2 separate regions of the Sus scrofa genome follow, and region 1 is linked to region 2. The links are chromatin contacts, called in public Hi-C maps. All regions are on one chromosome and are shown on one strand. Each heading gives the region's core, a stretch centred on a gene start, on an enhancer-like site or on the middle of the called end of the contact. The rest is flanking DNA. Distances are from core to core; before and after follow the strand shown. Region 1 holds the start of KLF9 (Kruppel like factor 9). Region 2 holds the start of PTAR1 (protein prenyltransferase alpha subunit repeat-containing protein 1).

Evidence for each region. Hi-C and Micro-C count contacts between places; a contact is called where the count stands out from the background.
Region 1: a contact with region 2 is called in a Hi-C map of embryonic fibroblasts, with 2.4 times the contacts expected there. The contact joins the promoter of KLF9 here to the promoter of PTAR1 in region 2. A contact is called at or near these places in 1 of 47 Hi-C or Micro-C datasets (embryonic fibroblasts) and 1 of 2 datasets of contacts at active chromatin or transcription factors (alveolar macrophages).

What each region holds. Positions count from the first base shown.
Region 1 is chr1:223,745,878-223,750,049 of Sscrofa11.1, reverse strand. KLF9 (Kruppel like factor 9) reads left to right here and starts at 2,389. Exons shown (of 3, transcript NM_001011504.1): 1 at 2,389-2,412; 2 at 2,415-2,892. The coding sequence starts at 2,389.
Region 2 is chr1:223,088,391-223,092,766 of Sscrofa11.1, reverse strand. PTAR1 (protein prenyltransferase alpha subunit repeat-containing protein 1) reads left to right here and starts at 3,088. Exons shown (of 7, transcript XM_005654497.3): 1 at 3,088-3,302. The coding sequence starts at 3,217. It also overlaps a transcript of C1H9orf135 not described here.

The sequences.
Region 1 (4,172 bases), core at 1,140-3,639, 660 kb before region 2:
GACCTACACCACAGCTCACAGCAATGCTCACAGTGAGGCCAGGGATCAACCTGGCAACCTCGTTTCCACTGAGCCACAATGGGACCTCCAGCACTTTCTTTCTAAGCTTCCCTTTCCCATGTAATACCCCTTTCTCTTCCCGAAATATCTTTCTTTCCCACTCCAAAAACAAAGTAGAAATAAACTGCACTTGCCTTCATACTAGGAGGGTAAATTTGAGACCCTTCCTTTAGAGACCAGGAACCTGGTGTCACATTCCTGAAGGCTAATAGCCAGCGGGGTTATAGTTGGACCTCCTGGATCTACATCACATAGAAGCAGGTACCTCCCACACCCACTTAGGAAAGTAAACATATTTTTAATCAATTCTGCTGACGGTACACCTCCTGCAAGAGACATTGGCCTTATGGAAAACAACTCCATCATTCTTCAGAGGGAGAGGCAGACCTAGTTAATCAGACTCCAAGAGCTGTACTAATTGTTGATCAAGTAATGCCACAATATTCAATGTCTAAAGATCTCTGGCTGGTTCCAGTTTTCTAGAATCTGTTTAGCAAAGTTAATATTTCACAAAACCAAAGAATTCAGTTGTAAAGCCCAAAGAGCTAGGAATCAGATTTATGTTTTCAATGGAGTTCTTTATCTACCTGATAATGCAGACAAGTCACTTCCTTACATCTCAGTCTTCACATCTGTTAAGTGAGGGAAAGGAAATGCCCTAACATCCCCCAGGGGTCTGTGGAAAGGAAATGAGCTAAGAATAATGTTGGTTTTTAAATTATACAGATGAGGGATTTTAGTCTCCATTTATTTGAGGGAGGTTACAATAGTTTCAAAGCAAAATGAAGACAGCTTATTTAGAATAAATTGCACGAGGGAAGGAGAGGAATTAAGAGGTATCACAAAAGTAAAGATGGGGTGTTTCAAAGTAAGGATAGCCAGGCAGTATAAAAACTATGCTTTAAAACAGAACTTTTGTCAGCTCTGCATTTATAAGAGGAATTAGTCATAGTTAATGCATTGGACGGAAAAATCTTCCCCAAAGTATTCTGTATCCCAAAACAGAAAAACAAAACAAAACAAAACCAGATTGAGGTTTTCTCATTTGTGTTTATTCTTGAGCAACTTGGCCTGACATATTTAGTTGTTTTTTTTAATTATAAACTCACGATGCACTTATTCATCACCCATGCTTTCCCATACATATCTCAGTTTTACTACTAACAACACAAAGTACAAGGATATGTTCAGTTTCACTACAGCTCTTCGCGTTTACAAGAGTGGAGCGCTTGCCTTCAAAACGCCCTTCTGATTGGCTGAGCCTATGTTAGTGACATCAACCAACTTACTTTTGATTGGAAGGTTGGTTGCTGGGACTGTAGCGTTTGCAGGAAGTCACTTAACTCTTTGAGAGCTGGAAAACAAACTGAAGTTCTCTTTTGTCATTAAGAACAAGCGCAACTGAGTAGGGAAGGTGTGTCCCACAGCTCCGAAAGCTGGATTGTGAGCCAGGAGGTCTGGACCAGCTAAGGGGTTGAGAAGCACTCCAGAAGATGCGCGACTGCTTTTTTGCAACCTCTCGGCTGTTACCCTTTTAAATGTCAGCGTTCGAGGCTGTAGGGGTAGCACGAGGCATCGAAACGGAACAGTCGGATTGGCCGCATGTCTCAGTTCTAGACGCACCTCTCCACCGAAAGGCCGTTCTGACTGGCAGGGGGAGAAAGTAAACAGAGTTGAATCACCCTCCCCACTGGCCAATTGGAGGGGGTTTGGATTGTGACGTGATGGGATTCTGCGAAATTGTTACTGAGCGAGAGAATGCCGGAACGGTGCGGACCGGCAAGAGCAGGGTCTCAGAAGCCGTCAGTGGACTGGGGGAAAAGTGTCTCTTAGACCTGGCGCTAGGTCCGGCCGTTGCCACCCGCATCCAGGTGGTCGGGTGAATGTCCTGGGGCTTTGGCTCGACGGAGAGGCGGCTGAGGGCGTGTACCTCTCTTGCAGTTTCCTCTCTCAGCGCCTCGGGGGCGTTTTTGGTCGAATAAACTTGCGACCGCCACGTGTGGCACCTTTCCAAGGGAGCCGGCTCGGAGCGGCCGGCGCGCCCGTCGGGGGTATAGCGCCCGGCGTGGGGCACCATCGGCGGCGAGAAGCGGCGGCGCAGCGAAGCCCGGGGCCGTGGATGCTGCGTGCGGAGGCGCTGCCGGTTACGTAAAGATGAGGGGCTGAGGTCGCCTCGGCGCTCCTGCGAGTCGGAAGCGCCCCGCGCCCCCGCCCCCTTGGCCACCGCGCAGCGCCGCGCTCATCGTCCGAGGCCAGGGCACAGCGAGCCGAACCTCTGCAGCCACCACCAAGTTTGGCCGCGTCGCTGGGGCTGCTGTCGCCCGCACCATGTCTGCGGCCGCCTACATGGACTTGTGGCTGCCCAGTGTCTGGTTTCCATTTCGAACCGCGCTGCGGTGCCGGAGCATGGGGGCGCTCCGGACGCCGAGCGGCTGCGACTACCTGAGCGTGAGGTGACCAAGGAGCACGGTGACCCGGGGGACACCTGGAAGGATTATTGCACGCTGGTCACCATCGCCAAGAGCTTGTTGGACCTGAACAAGTACCGACCCATCCAGACCCCTTCGGTGTGCAGCGACAGCCTGGAGAGTCCTGATGAGGATATGGGATCCGACAGCGACGTGACCACCGAATCTGGGTCGAGTCCTTCCCACAGCCCGGAGGAGAGACAGGATCCTGGCAGCGCGCCCAGCCCGCTCTCCCTCCTCCACCCTGGAGTGGCTGCGAAGGGGAAACACGCCTCCGAAAAGAGGCACAAGTGCCCCTACAGTGGCTGTGGGAAAGTCTATGGAAAATCCTCCCATCTCAAAGCCCATTACAGAGTGCATACAGGTTAGCGGCGTCTCCTTCTTCCCGCAAGCTCTGGGGTTAGTTAACCTTTGGCCGGGCAGCCTTTCTGGGAGTTAACAACGCACTTGGCCGAAAGGGTGCAAAAATTTTGGATAAGATGCTGTTTAACTCTTAAAAAAATTGAACTGTGTAGAGACAGAAAGCTCACTCTCTTCTTAATCGTCCCCAGCCTCTAGAAGCCATGGAGAGCATTAACCTGGCGGGGCGGAGTGAGTGCTGAGCGCCAGCCCCCGTGCGTGGCCACGCGGGGAGTGGTGCCTCCCCTCCCTGTCCCGCCCCGCCCCCCGCCGGACTCCAGCACCGGCGGCAGTGGGGCCACCCCACCTGGGCAGACGCTGACGGGGGTTGAGGGACACAGTCAAACCACTGTGTTATCTTTTATTTTATTCTCTTGTGGGATTGCAGCGAAGTGGCCAAACCTGGGGAGAAGCGGCGCACTTTACAGGGAACCTTTTAGGAATGACTAAGGGTTCGCTGGTTTAGCTGTATGCTTGCTACTTTTCAGGCCTTGCCAAGGTGCTTTTAAATTTGGCCAAGAATCCCCAGAGAGCTTTAAAATAATACTGCTTCAGGCAGCAGATGAGTTTGATCAAGTGATGGTTTGTTAACTTCACGACTAGTTAGCCTTTTAAATGAGAGATTCAGAGAGGATTTTTCTCCACGTGATTTAGGTCGCACCGGGCGGCCCTTAGCAAGGAGGTGTGGTCCTTGCCGAGGTCAAGGCTGATAATGAAGGTTGGGATGTTCTGGAGGCCCCAAGGAAGGTTATTTCCCAGGGAAAGCGAAGGCAGGGCTGACCAGAGGCATGTGGCTGAGACATCCGCAGTATAAAATGAGCTTTAGAGACTTACAGGGGCCTTGGTCAGCCAATTCTATTGGTTCTGTTTAACATATTCAGAAAAAGTTGGAAAGCATTCACACTTGGCCATGCTGTCTCACCATCTTTAGTAAGGGTCCTTTACAGTGCTGTTCCAGTAAGGAAGCACAGTGCTTGGTCTTCTCATGAAACTCCTTTTCCCTCTGTCCTATGACACCATGTTTAAGAGGAGGTTATTGGAGTTACTTGGAAAGTATTGTCGTTTTTTGGGATAATTGTTGGTACTTTTAAGATGAGGCCCTGGGCTTGTGGTTTCAACATGATCATTGGTTGGTTTGGTTCTGTTTTGCTTTTTTTAAAAAAGGCCACGTAACTGCATCTCGTATTTTATTTCCTTTGGAAAGTGTTTCTTGTGGAGGTGGCTGCTGGCACAGGAGTAAAGCTG
Region 2 (4,376 bases), core at 1,839-4,338:
TAAGTGAAATAAGTCAGAGAAGGAAAAATACCATATGATATTATTTACATGCAGTATCTAATAAAAATGATATAAAAGAACTAATTTATAAAACAGAAACAAACTCACAGATTCCAAAATCAAAGTTATAGTTACCAAAGGGGAAACCCTGGGGGTAAGGGATAAATCAGGAGGATGGGATTAACACATACACATTGGTATATATAAAATAGATAACTAACGAGGACCTATTGTGTAGCATAGGGAGGTCTATGCAATGTTCTATAATAACCTGTATGGGAAAAAAGAATAGGTATATGTATAACTGATTCACTTTACTGTACACCCGAAACTAATACAACATTTTAAATCTAACGTACATTGTAAATCAAATGTAAATAAAATTTTTAAAAATCAATCTTCAAGAAAATTAGTATGCATGAGATAGTTTGCTTATCAACAAATAAATGCATCCAACATTTTAACATATACTCTAAAAAAATTTTTTTTTTTTTTTTTTTTTTTGCTTTTTAGGGCCATGCCTGTGGCATACGGAAGTTTCCAGGCTAGGGGTGGAATCAGAGCAATAGCTGTTGGCCTACACCACAGTCACAGCAAGCAGGATTTGAGCCACATCTGCAACCTACACCACAGCTCACCACAATGCTGGATCCTTAACCCACTGAACAAGCCGGAGATCAAACCTGTTCCTCATGGATACTGGTCAGATTTGTTAACCGCTGAGCCATGACAGGAACACCTAAAAACTTTTATTATAAAAATTATATTTTGTTCTTTGCATTATTTAGTAAAATTCTCCTATAAATATACCTCCTCCTAAGAGTTTGGTATATACTCTAGTTACAATGTGCTTTTAAATGACCAAATAGTATTTCAGCATATAGATTTGCTGTCATTTAATCAGTTCCCAATGTGGTGCAGTTAAGCTACTTACAATATCGCATTACTAGTATGTGTATTTTGCAGATGCCGGAACATAAATCTTTGAATCCTCAAAAAAATCATACTAGGAGTTTCCCTCGTGGCTCAGCAGAAATGAATCTGACTTGTATCCATGAGGACACAGGTTCGATCCCTGGCTTCACTCAGCAGTTTAAAGATCCAGCATTGCCACGGCTGTCGTGTAGGTCGCAGATGTAGCTCAGATCTGGCATTGCTGTGGCTTGGCACAGGCCAGTGGCTGTAGCTCTGATAGGATCCCTAGCCTGGGAACCTCCACATGCCATGGGTGAGCCCTAAAAGACAAAAAAAAAAAAAAAAAAAAAAAAAAAGCTAAATTTATCATATCCTATTCTTATACATGTATCATTATTAAAGTTACATGAATTTCAATTCTTCTTTGAACCTCAGCTTCCTTACCTGGAAAATAAGAGGGTTGGCTCAGAGTTCCAGTATACTTTAACTATAAAAAATTTGAATTCTAAACATAGCAGATCTTTAATAATTGGGTGATACAATTTGTGAACTCAGAAGAAACATGAGACATATAATTCACACCTTTCAAATGAGTATAAATAGGGTGTGTGTGCATATATGTGTGTGTATATGGGAAGGGGACACACAGAACCATAGAGGTGTTACTTTCCTGGAATATCAATTTCACTTCAAGATTTAGGGACAAAGTTTGGTTTTTTCCCTCTAAATGTATTAGAGTGAAACAAAAAAATCACACTAATTTTTAAGATAAAAATAAATTCTTAAAAAAATTTATATTTCAGTGCAGTTCTTTGAGATCTGCCCCAGAAGTCAGGATTTATTTCCCACTTCTATTAGGAAAGGATGCAAGGCTCTGATTCCTTGAAGAGGAAGAAGACTATCAGTGAACTCAAAACATTTCAGAATTGGTATCACATTTTAAGAGTAATTAGGACATTAGAGGTTGTCTTTGGGCTTGGAATCTAAAAACGAATTCAATCTACTGCCTCATTTGAGAATTTGCCAACAAGTTAGGGTTTGTTTGACCTGACTAAAACATGTTCCATCTTGCTTTTTACAATTTTATGCAACTTCTATCTCTTTTAAAAACCAGAAGACCAGTGTCGATACAGCAGGTCTTGCCTTTCTAAACATACCCACAGGGAGTATCAATCACTGAATATAGTTCATTTATATTTTTTATTCATTGCTTTACAATTTTGCCTCCTGTGTATGGTTTTTACTTTCACTACCACCAACTCTACTTCAAATGCTCCACATACATTCACATTAAACTTGCATTTAAAAAAAAAAAAAGTTTTTAAAAGATAACACTTCAAGGATTTAAGTAAAAGGAACTGAACCAAAAGCAGCCAGATTTTTCTAACAGAGAAGGTTGAAAGAAAATCTGATATACGAAAATTTGATTTATGGCATTTCAAAATCCAAACGGAATAGAAAGCCAGTTTTTCTTATAAAAATTATTTGTAGCAGGGTAAATAGTTATTAAGAACAAACCTTAACCGGGCCTTGTTTTTTTAACTCCAAAATTAACAGGCACCATTCAAAGGACACCAGATCTGAAAAACAGCTTTGTACTTCTACTTTCAACATGACAGCAAAGAACTTTTTCTTTATTCTCCTTTTTCTTCCTTTAATCCATTTAGTAATTTTTTAAAATTAACTTTTTGAAAAGAGTTGCCCAGTGGCCAGAACCGGCAGGCAGGTACAAAATGAGGTTACCAAGAAGGTCCGATTGGGACTCATTCCACCAAGAGCGTCTCTGAGCGGCCTCATCTCTCCAACTAAGAAAATAGAGACAAGCTCTCATACCGTGCCAAGGGACTAACTGCTTAACAGGGCTCTCACTCTTGGTTAAACTTTCTCGGAGCATTCTGGGACCTGGCTCGTTTCCTGAACAGCTGAGAGAGGATTGTTCAGGCCAGTCTCCGGCTTTGGAGTGATCTTAGGACCCCTCCCTCCTCAGCCCCAAGTGGACTAGAAATTAAAACAAAATGTGTACAACAGCGACCTGAAGTAACTGTAAATAAACCAGCAGCACCATCTCCTCCAATAATTGGGAAGTCCGGGACCAAGCCAACCACCGGAGCCCCACTAGGGACCACACCCCCGGTGCGGAGAGGGGGAGGGTAGCTGACCCGGAAGTGTTCCGCGGCGGCCGAGGAGCGGGGTCGGGGGCGCAGCCAAACCGGCGCACACGGGCGCGCTCCCCGCGGAACTCCCGCGGGCGGCTCGGCGCTCTCCCGGAGGCGCGCGCGAGCCGCCGCTGCCGCCACCAACATGGCCGAGACGAGTGAAGAAGTGGCGGTGCTGGTGCAAAGGGTGGTAAAGGACATCACCAATGCCTTCAGGAGGAACCCACACATGTGAGTCGCGCGCCCGCAGCTCCTCCTGCCTGCGCTGCCTCCGGGGGTCGTCGGGGGCGGGCGGGGGCGGGGCCAAGCCTGGAGGCGACCTCGGGCGGCGGGTTCTGGCCCACGCGCTCCTCTCGGGAGCGAACAGTGCTAGATCGGGGCTGGACCATTGTCGGCCGCCGCGGGGCCCGCTTTCCGCTACCCGAAGGCGTTTGCGGTTGAGTCCCTAGAAGTGACCTCAGAAAATTAAAACGTAGTGACTTTGTTTGGTTCTCCTCCCTACCACTCCTTTCCCAGGAGTTCACCAAACTCGGAAGACTTCACCTGTAAGTCCATGTCCTACATCCATTTAAGGTATAGGGGCAAAGACACACTGTGGGTCTGTGTGTGCTTTGTTAACTCAACTCATTGGATGCTCCTCCCGGATCTTCGTAAGGAGGGGTTACCGATCGTCTGTACTCTCCATGGGCCAGAAGACCCTCAGTTACTAGCCAGAGGTAGTTTCAGGCTGCTTTTGACTTTCGCTTCACCTAACCCAAGATTGTAGAGGGACATTTTGTTTTAAAAGCGAACAGAGCATTCTCAAGAGTGTAGCTTCTGTAGGCACAGGTTGGGTCTGGTGTAAAGCAGATGAAACCTCAACACTTTTTAGCATTAGCTGATTCATAGTTACAGGGAGCCTATTAACTCTTTTTATTCGAACACTGCTGCCCTCTTTAAGTAGGACACCACAAAACTGACACATGTATCTTTCCCTCCTTCCTCTCCATTTTACTCCGGATGGATACAAGAAGAGACTGCTTTCTTTCTGACACTTAGGCTTTCATGTAACGAGTGAAAAGAAAACTTAAAAGAAGAGGCATGTTACATATTATACAAAAGAATAAGGAAAAAGCAAGAGTGTAGCTCTTTTCCCATCCTTTCTCCCTCATCCCTTCTCCCCTCAAAAGAAAGAAACACAGAATCCAGTTTTACATTATTTTCACTTTAATTGCTGATGGAGTTTATTTTTAATATTTTATTCTTTCAACTGAAACACATGAATTATTCTTTTTAACTATTCTAACTCCTTAAGCTTTTCTGCTT